Regions from separate parts of the Sus scrofa genome. Here region 1 is linked to region 2. The links are chromatin contacts, called in public HiChIP or PLAC-seq maps. All regions are on one chromosome and are shown on one strand. The core of a region is the stretch at or near the end of the contact, and the rest is flanking DNA. Distances in the headings are between cores, read along the strand shown. Region 1 has its middle 41 kb from the start of LGALSL. Region 2 has its middle 26 kb from the start of AFTPH.

Evidence for each region. HiChIP or PLAC-seq counts read pairs in DNA pulled down with a chosen protein or histone mark.
Region 1: an H3K27ac HiChIP or PLAC-seq map of skeletal muscle shows a contact between it and region 2. The contact joins two enhancer-like sites. A contact is called at or near these places in 3 of 47 Hi-C or Micro-C datasets (heart right ventricle, skeletal muscle and subcutaneous adipose tissue) and 2 of 2 datasets of contacts at active chromatin or transcription factors (alveolar macrophages and skeletal muscle).

What each region holds. Positions count from the first base shown.
Region 1 is chr3:77,518,359-77,522,840 of Sscrofa11.1, forward strand. No RefSeq gene overlaps it. Among named protein-coding and RNA genes, the nearest start is that of LGALSL, 41 kb to the left of the region's middle. Within about 2 kb of position 2,578, at least 54 of the 83 cell types and tissues checked have an H3K27ac peak or open chromatin away from gene starts, as enhancers often do. A contact at or near this core is called in alveolar macrophages, skeletal muscle and subcutaneous adipose tissue, where this site is marked.
Region 2 is chr3:77,446,047-77,450,864 of Sscrofa11.1, forward strand. No RefSeq gene overlaps it. Among named protein-coding and RNA genes, the nearest start is that of AFTPH, 26 kb to the left of the region's middle. Within about 2 kb of position 1,380, at least 46 of the 83 cell types and tissues checked have an H3K27ac peak or open chromatin away from gene starts, as enhancers often do. A contact at or near this core is called in alveolar macrophages, skeletal muscle and subcutaneous adipose tissue, where this site is marked.

The DNA of each region.
Region 1 (4,482 bases), core at 1,328-3,827, 74 kb after region 2:
CTCTAAGTGAAGGAGAGAAGAAAGGAAGTGAGTGTATAAATATATATATATATATACACACACACACATATCCATATATCTTCCCCCTTGTGTGGAGTCTCAGGGACTACACTTCTGGGGTATTTTTGGAGTGGGAGAGTGAGGTCTATCCTAGTCCCTGACCTCAACCAGTTTCAGGATCAACACCCTCCTCCCTCTGCAGTGTGACCACCACAGTGCTCAGCCAGCTTTCGATGTATAACTTGAACCTCTTCTGCTCAGGCTGGAGATCTGCTGGTGGTAAGACGTGGAACAGGCCAGAGGCATAGGCATCATTTTTGCTCCATCCCTTGTTCTGAACATGCAAGGGGCTGGAAGTCACTCACGCACAGTCCTCCCCAGGTCCACCTGCATTTCTAGCTTCCTTCTGTGCCATTACCACCCTGTCCCCTTGGGAAGGGTGTCCTCTGCCTACCCCTCTTCTGTTCTCTTCCAGATTCACTTCCCCAGAGCCTTGCTTATTGATTCACGAGAGCATCATTTGGAAGAAAGGGGAAGAACCCCAACTGATTACTAACTGTGTTTGTCTCTTTATATTTCTGCTAAGATAATCGTAATTCTCCTGGGCAATGTGCAGGCCTGTGACTGACTAGGGAAGATTGAATAGAGGAACAAAAGCATAGTAACTTATCTAGGTTTATAAGGGTGAACTATATACATATATGTAATTAAAGTGTATATATACTTAGAATAGTTAGATATTTTAGTTGACTTTATAGATAGCTATATGTGTATATGTGTGTGTAATATATAAATACATGTATGTATGTTTGTGAGTGTATCTCTCAAATCTGATCATGTCCTGCTTTTAAAACCCTCCATGCTTCCTTCTTATTATAGGACAAAGTCCAAACTCTCCTTGGCAAGTCTTCTATCCATATACACTCTCTGGCATCTCCACCCTCAGTCCAAAGCTCTCTTCCAATCAGGCCACCTCCCCACCCCCGCACTCAGGCTCCCCACTTTGGGAATCACTCTTTGGCCTCCTGTGAACCTTGCCCTTTCCCCCTTCCCAGCTTTTGTACAGGTTTTTCACTCTCACTACCAAGCTCCTGGCTCTGTGTCTGTCAGGAGCCTACCTTGGAAAGTCTACTGTCCCTCCTGAACTAAGCCCCTTGAGATCCCAGTGCCTAGCACAGTGCAGCCAATACTGGATGAACTCTCACCTGCCCCTTGGGGAAGTCAGGAGTGCCTTTCTGTCTGCCCCAGACACTCAGCTCACTGGTTCCTCCATGAGAGCTTTTCTTAGGTGGCTGCCACTCCCATCCCAACCCTCTGGGCAGGGCCCATGCCTTTCCTCCAAAAGAGCATTCTCAGCATCCCGCACAGGGTCTGGCACATGGTTGCCATGCAGTGCATCTTCATCGAATGAATGAATGCATATTTATAGATTGCTATCCGTGTGACAGATAAGCCAAATGCAGAGAAACTGAAAGCAAAATGTCAGAGGCCTTGCCTAAGATGCAATAATCAGGAACAGCAATCAAGGCTCCCACAAGGTGACTAGTTCACCATGGAAAACTGAATTCTATTTGCGAAGTCGTAGGTATCACCACAGCTCTTGAGGAAAGCAGTGGCTGTTTCTTTTTGGACTCGCCATCCCCCCTACCGCCCCCACTGTTGTCATGGATGACCTGTGGGTATAATGGATTCACAGCTCCTATAGCACCAGGGAAGGAGGCCAAAGGCCCCTCCCTGAGCCTGGGGGAGACCCCATAACTGCCAGCTGCTCCCCATACATGAGCCGAGGGGTCTGCTGCTGCTGGGCCTAGGGCCCACGCCTCCAAGCTTCAGATAGCTCACTTCCTCCTGCACATGTGTTGGGGGAAATCCAAAGCTGCAATTCCAATTTCCCACTCCCATTAGCCATTATACTCATGGTAGGTTTCCCGGCCTTCCTGATTACTAGATCTGGGCTTCAGGCCTGGGGAGCCCTGGATACACCTATAAGATTGCAACAGGGCCAAAGGATGTTTTCATACTCTGAGTCTGAGCAGCCTTCTAATTACTTGCTTTATTGTCATATTTCCAACAACAACCTATTCCTTCCTTCCTTGTATAAAATTCCTAATGTCTATCAGCACATAAGATCCGTGACAGCACAATACTGTGAATAGCACTTGGTACATGGCAGATACTTTGTTGGATAAAAAACAAGTGAATGAATGGCTGTGTATTGGAACAGAATGAATGAAAACCATTGACACTCCTTTTGTTGTTTTTTTTCAGCTAGACTATCTGTCATTTGTGCTGGCTTAAGTCTGCCCCCATCTGAGGGACTTGGGCTGGGGGAGCTGGTCTAATTCTTCTGGCCCGAGGATGCTAGGACAGTGAGGCTGGAGGAGAAGGAAAGGTGGGCCTTAAGAGAAGAGGTGGCTGGAAGGCCTTTGGGGAGCCTCACTGCCCAGTGCAATTTCCTCTGGCAGCTTCCCCCGATTGGCCTGGAGCCTGTGCCTGCCTGCTCCACAGAAGGAGCTCAGCTGTGGTTACACTGTCAAGCTCCAAAGTCAACAACAGTGAAGGGAGGAGGAGCCTGCTCGGTGGGGCCAGGGGTTAGCGAGGGGGGGTTGAAGGGCAAGGAGCCCAGGCTCCATGTGGCATCCGGTTTTAAACAACTCTACTTAGAAATAGAAGAAAATCTCTCCGGAAAATGGGAGGGCTCTGGCAGGCCTCCCAGGCCTGAGGAACAGCAAGTTCCTGCCAGCTTGTGCCGGAAGTGGGGGATTTGTGGGAAGGGCAGAGGGAAGAGGGCATTGAAGGGAGTGGACACAACCCAGCAGCATTTTTTTGTGTTTAAAAACTGTTCTGAGTAAACATGCTTCTGCAAATCAAGAGGGCTTTTATTCTTCCATGCTGTTGAACACATGGCCAGCCTACTTCCCATGAATGCATTTATTCCCAGGTGTGTGTGTTTGTTTTCAAAGGAGGAATGTTATAAACTATTCAGGTCCTTGACTGAGAATGCTTTGGAATAATGGAGTGCAAAAATCAGCTCTACCTATTCATATTTCAGAGGGAGGAACAGGCCTTACTAGATTCTCTCTTCTAGGACAGGGCTGGGGAAGTCCAGGAAAGCTCCTTTCTAGCCCATTAAAGCCAGAGGGCCAGCCTTGGCCTCTGGAAGGCTTTTTTAGGCTGCAGAGGATAAATAAAGGATACAGATGTTTAGACAACCTGCCTTGGCTGACTGCTCTGGCAAGGTGAGTCAGGGAAGGAAATCTCTAATGGGGGACCAAGGGATCTTGACGAGGAGTGGGAAAGAAGTTACATGTTTATAATTGTAGAGAGGTCTAAGATCAGCATGGCTCCAATGAGACCCAAAGTGGATAAGCAGACCTTCAGTTGACAGTAACTCATTCTCCTTTCCAGAACCCCAACCCACAGCTCTCCCCACTGGGGTTGGGGCATTTCATGATTTCTTTGACTTCAGAGCCTCGCCGTGCTCCCCAGAGCCAAGGGAGCCCCCTCCTCTCAAGAAGTGGACAGTAAGTCTAGTTCACCTGGGAAGTCCACCTGGAAATCCTGTGTGGGGCAGGTGGAGACAGAGGGGAGGAGGGGATGCTTTTAAAATTCATCCCCTTCCTGAGGCTTTCAGAGAAGGTAGATGGTCTGTGCTGCTATAGGAACTCTTCAGTGCTTCTGGTGGGAGAGTGACTTGGTACAACCACTTGGGAGAGCTTGTTGCATTACACAGAAAATTCAAAGATGTGCAAAACCAACCTAGAAATTCCATTCTTAGTTTTGCGTCCTAGAGTAGCGGTTCTCAAACCATTTGGTCTCAGGACCCCTTTACACTCTGAAATTTTGTTGAGGACCCCAAATAACTTTTGCTTAAGTGAGTAATATCAACCAATATTGACCACATTAGAAATTAAACCTAAGAATTCAAAAAATTAATAACTCACTTAAACGTAACAATAATAAGTGCATTACTACTGACATAAATAAGAGGTTTATAAAAAATAACAATTTCCAAAACAAAATAACTTATTGGGATGAGTGACCTTGTTTTAACACTGGTTATCTCTTTGAAAGAGGGAAAGGAATACGACTACTAAGGGATATACATGAAGTTTCAGATACAGTGGGGCTAGTTATCCTGCCATAACAAACAGCCCTTGAAATCTCGATGGCTTAAATACAACAAAGGTTCATTATGGGCCAGTGAAAAGGATCTCCACCAATTGCTGTGTCTCTAGTAAGTGTGGTGGGGGGAGGGAATGTGACAAAGCAGGCACTGGCTCTTATAGGACATCCAGAAGTGGCATTCTGTTGACCAGAACAAGTCACAAGACCATGTATATCTTCAAGGGAGTGGGGAAGTACCATCTGATCATGTGCCCTGAATGAGGGAAACTGAGACATTAGGGTCATTTGGTATTGTTCTACTTCATTAGGATCATTTGGCACTAAGTTAAATGGTGGATTCATAGGTATTTGCCT
Region 2 (4,818 bases), core at 130-2,629:
CTTGCCAGGGATCCAGCCTGAGCCACAATAGTAACAATGCCAAATCCTTAACCTCTAGGCCACCAAGGAACTCCTTTTCTCTTTCTCCTCCCCTCACCACCCTTCTAGAAAATCAGCATCTGGACATTTCGAGGAGAGGAAGGCAGAGCATCTCCTTCATTCCAACCTGCCAAAAAGACACTGGCACTTACCAGCAAAGACATCTATCTGTACCCCATGACCCCGCAGAGAGGGAATGTGTTTTCCTCTTTCTGGTGGCTTCCTACCTCTCTGTGATTGACAAGTAGTTACAGATCCTGGAGATTGATAAAAAACAAAACCAAATCCTGCTGTGATCCTTTCACAGCCGGGCCCTTCCTGTTTGGTCTCTGAATGAGTTGCAGGCAGGACTATGGCAATCGCAAAGGAGAAGGCTGAAGGGAACATCAACGCCGCCCCCCCAAACCCCCCACCGCCCGCCCAAGACAAGACGAGGGATGGAGAGAGACCCATCCCGTGGGTCTACAGCTGCCGGTACTTCAGGCACCGGCGTGGGAGAGACATACCGGCGAAAGGAGAGAGCCCCCAAACCCAGAGCAGGTAGGTCTTAGGAACCCTGGGAGAGTCACCTTCCCTGGCCTCCCTTTTCCTCTGGTGTCATCTGGGAGGCACAGGGGAGAATCCCTGACAGGATTGTCTTGGGCAAACCACACGCCCTTGCGCCTCATTGTTCTTATTTGTAAAGGGAAGGGGTATGCAGTAGGTACCTCTGAAATGCTGTGGTTCTGAGGCTGATATGAGGCAGGAGAGACGAAGTCTCGCGAAGCCAAGCAATCTAGAAGCTTCTGGAAGTGGCTACGCTGCTCGCTCCCGACCAGTGGTTCTCGAACTTGAGGTGTATCAGAATTCCCTGGAGGGTTTGCTAAGGGGGGACTTAGCACTCCCAGAGTTGCCTTTCAGTAGCACTAGGGTAAGACCTGAGAATTCACCTTTCTAACAAGTTCCCAGGTGCTGCCCCTGCCGCTCGTCTGCGGCTCACCTGTCGAGCAAGCATCGCTGCTCTAGTCTACCTCCGCCCAGTGGAAGGAGGCTTCTGCGATGAAGGTCACCTAGGAGGAGCTTAGGAGTGCCCCCTTCAGGATGCGTACCTTTTCTTCCCACCTGCAGGGGGCAGCCTCGTTCTGCCTCAGCCTAGACGAAGGACCAGGATAACAAGGAAGGTAACTCCCGATTAAATACGCCCATTTCCTGAAAATTCTAGATAGACGCTAAAGTTACCCACGGGCCTGAGTCCGAGCCCTAGACAGGGGAGCTCTTTTACTCTGAGTTGTTCCCAGCCTGGGCTGGCGAGGGCTCTACTACCGAAAGTGGGCAGCTCTGCTGATGCCGGACTCCCGGGGCAGGGAGTGCGCTTCATTCGCCTGAAAGCTCACCCTGCTAGCAAAGTGCTGCCTCAGCGTCAGGGCCCAGGAAATGTTCCACGGAAGAACAAATTAATATTTGTTTGAAGATCTGTGCAAGAACTAGTGAGAGAGAAGGGCAGAAAATGATGGAATGAATTTTAAACATGGTCAGTCTAGCAGGAGACACTGACCACTGTTTCAGAAAACGAGAGCGTTTTCTGAAGCTGGGTGATTCTCCCTCGTGAAACAGCGCAGGGCCTCCCAAAAGCTGCAGCATTCGGCGGAGCAGAAGGCTGCAGGAGCAAAACCTGCCAGAAGGGGGCGCCTCGACATTTCCTCCTCGGAGTCAGCCCCAAGCAAGGCATCCGCCAGTCCTTCCATTATCTTAAAAAAAAAAAAAATTATACTGCAGGGTGCCTCAAACTTTTATTTAAAACAAGGTGAAAGTAAATAATCAATATAAAAAAAACCCCAAGCTGAACAAAAGCCTTCTATTTGTGCAGCAAACAGCCTATCAAGTCCAGAGGGAGGCAGTAACTGCCATTCAGAAGGAAGCTGCCTGGCCAATAGACTTGCCCAGTGTGGAGGAGGAAGACAATTTGGGGGCAAGGAAGAAGAAGCAGCAGAGGCTCTGACATGGGTAGAAGGTGTTTGGGGTGGGGAGAGAAGACTAGTCTGCTTGGAAAGGACTCCTCTTCCCTCTTCATCCTTCAGGCTGGGAGGTCTGATTAGGGCCTGAGGATGATCACAACAGTCAGAATATCTACCCTGGTGTGCTCAGTTTCCCACTACCGCAGATTTCTGCCCAAATTCCAGATATTTAGAACATATGAAAGTGGTATACGCCAGGCCCACTGTCAGTAGGAGAGGCCTCCTAGGTGGGTCTCTAAGGGTGGCTCTAGGCCTGTTCTGCCCCATTCCTACAGTCTCAGAGTTCCTCTAATGGCCATAGTGATCATGCCATGGGGCGAGATCTGCATGTAAGACCGGCCGTGGACGTGAGACAGAGCAACCTCACAGGATGCAGCTGGAGGTCAACTCACAACCAACCATTGCGGCAACAAGTGACCCTCGTTAGCAACATTATCTGTCCCCTGCACTTGTAGCAGGACACATCATGATGTGGCACTTTTCACTAAAGTGTTCCTCATGCTTTTTATCTCTCCTTTTTTGCAGAATGCTCCTCCTCCTATGTTGTTAGTCTGCTTTGGTGGTGTCATCATTCACAAAATCTCCTAAACAAGAAACTTTCTAGCTATTTATTTTTTATTTTTTTACTCTGTGCCACATTCAGCCAGCCAAGAAATCCTAATTATTCTATCTCTTAAATAATCTCTATCCTCTCTCCTCCACAGTCACTGGTTAGGATTCATCTGGATGGCTAGTCACCTCTGTTTTCTCTAATTCCATCCTCAGCACTGATTCCAATGCTCTGAAAGTCATATTTGATGATGAAGTTCTCTTGCTTAAAAACCATTGGTAGCCCCCTGAGGCCTACACAGGATGAGGACACATTGCTTTTGGGAACCAGGCTTGGTATAGCTAAACAAATGAGATGGGGACAATGATTGGGGGTAAGAGAGTTCCACTGAATTCCTTTCATGTAAGAGGCCACCCACTGTAATCCTGAAAGCCCCACTATGCCCTGGAGTTGAATCCCAATCAACACAAGGGATTGAACTTTGCATTTAAAATCTTTTGTTCCCATTATTCATGCCACCTTAGGCACGAAGGTTTCTCATTTCCTACCCTGCTCTCCTTATAGATTCCAAAAGCACTTGCATTGCTTCCCTAGGATCTACACAAGTGAGAAATGAAGTGCCACGTGGTCAGCCCTATGTAGTCCAGCAGACTGTCCCCCAGAGGGCCTTTCTGTAGTCGGGTGGGTACAAAATTCAAACTAAATTTTCCCTTCCAGTCCTGCCCAGCTTCTAGCTGGAGGAAAGAATGTGGTCTTAGAAGGAGAGAAATTTTCTCTTTTCACACAGGCCCTTGTCTTATACTCGCCTTAGAAAAAATACCACTTTTTCTGAATACTCACACACAAACGCTGCCTAGCTTCTTATAAAAACTGCTGCTTCTGTGTTTTTGTCCTGAATATCTGCATTTTGGGGGTGGTTGGCTCTGGCCACTGCATTTGACAAGAGCTGACAAGCAACCGCTTGTGGATGTCACGGATGCTGTGACTGGACTGTCTCGGGGATGAAGCGATGAGAAGCTGGTTTGGTGTTTATGTACCCAGGCAACCGTCATGTTTACTGGCTGGCTCTTTGGTTGGCTTCCAAACCAGCAGCACCGCACCCGTTAGCACTGGGCTGCATGCTGGTTACTGATGGGTTGCCCTGCCAGTTGTGAGGAATTATTACTTTTCACTTGAGCAATTGGTGGTTTCATTGGAGGAGCAGTTTTACAAACACACATCAGAGTTTCGCCTGACAAAATTCCTAAATGCCCAACGAGGCGGTGAAACCAAGGGGTGTGTCCTTGTCCCAATCAGACTGTCTGCTCCTCTGCTTGAGAGACTGATATATATTGGGCTTATCAACCCATTCGGATTTGTTGAGGTGTGTGTTTGGCATGGATCTAGGCTTCAGAAACCAGGGAGGGCAGGTATTATGGAGAGAGGTCGTACCAGAATCATATGTGCCTTTACAGAGGAAGGAAGGTTGCTCTCACCAGAAGGGTAGTGAGGTAATCAGCCTTCTAGGTCCCCAGTGATCACCACTTCCTAGTGTCTAGGACTTCATGTAATCTCCCCCCGCCCCGAGTGTGAGCTTGACCTAGTGACTTACTTCTAATGAGTAAAATATGACAAAAGTGATGGGATATCCTTTCTGACATTATTTTACCAAAGTCTGTGATCCCCCCTTTCCCTTGTGCACCCTGATGAAGCCAGCTGCCATGTTATAAGCTGCCTTATGGGAAGGCTTATGTTGCAAGGAACTGACGGTCACCTCTAGCCAAGAGCTGGCAAGGAACTGAGACTCTCAACCCAGTGGCCCACAAGGAATTGAGTCCTGCCAATGAAATGACCACTTGGGGGATGGTCTTGAGTGAGCTTGGGAGAGGACGCTTCCCCATCTGAGCCTTGAGTGAGGGCCACGCTGGCCATCTTCTTTTTTATTGGTCACACTTGCAGCATATGGCAGTTCCCGGGCCAGGGATTAAATCCTGAGTCGGAGCTGCAGCTGTGATCTATACCACAGCTGTGGCAATGCTGGATCCCTCACCCACTGTGCTGGGCCAGGTATTGAACCCGAACTTCCTGCAATTCCACAGCAACCGGAGCTGCTGCAGTTGGCTTCTTAACCCACTTTGCCACAGTGGGAATTCCCCTGGCCTGCTTCTGCAGCCTGTGAGAGGCCCTGAGCTGGACAATCCGGCTAAGCCACGCTCACATTCCTGACCCATAGAACCATGAGATCATCAATGTTCA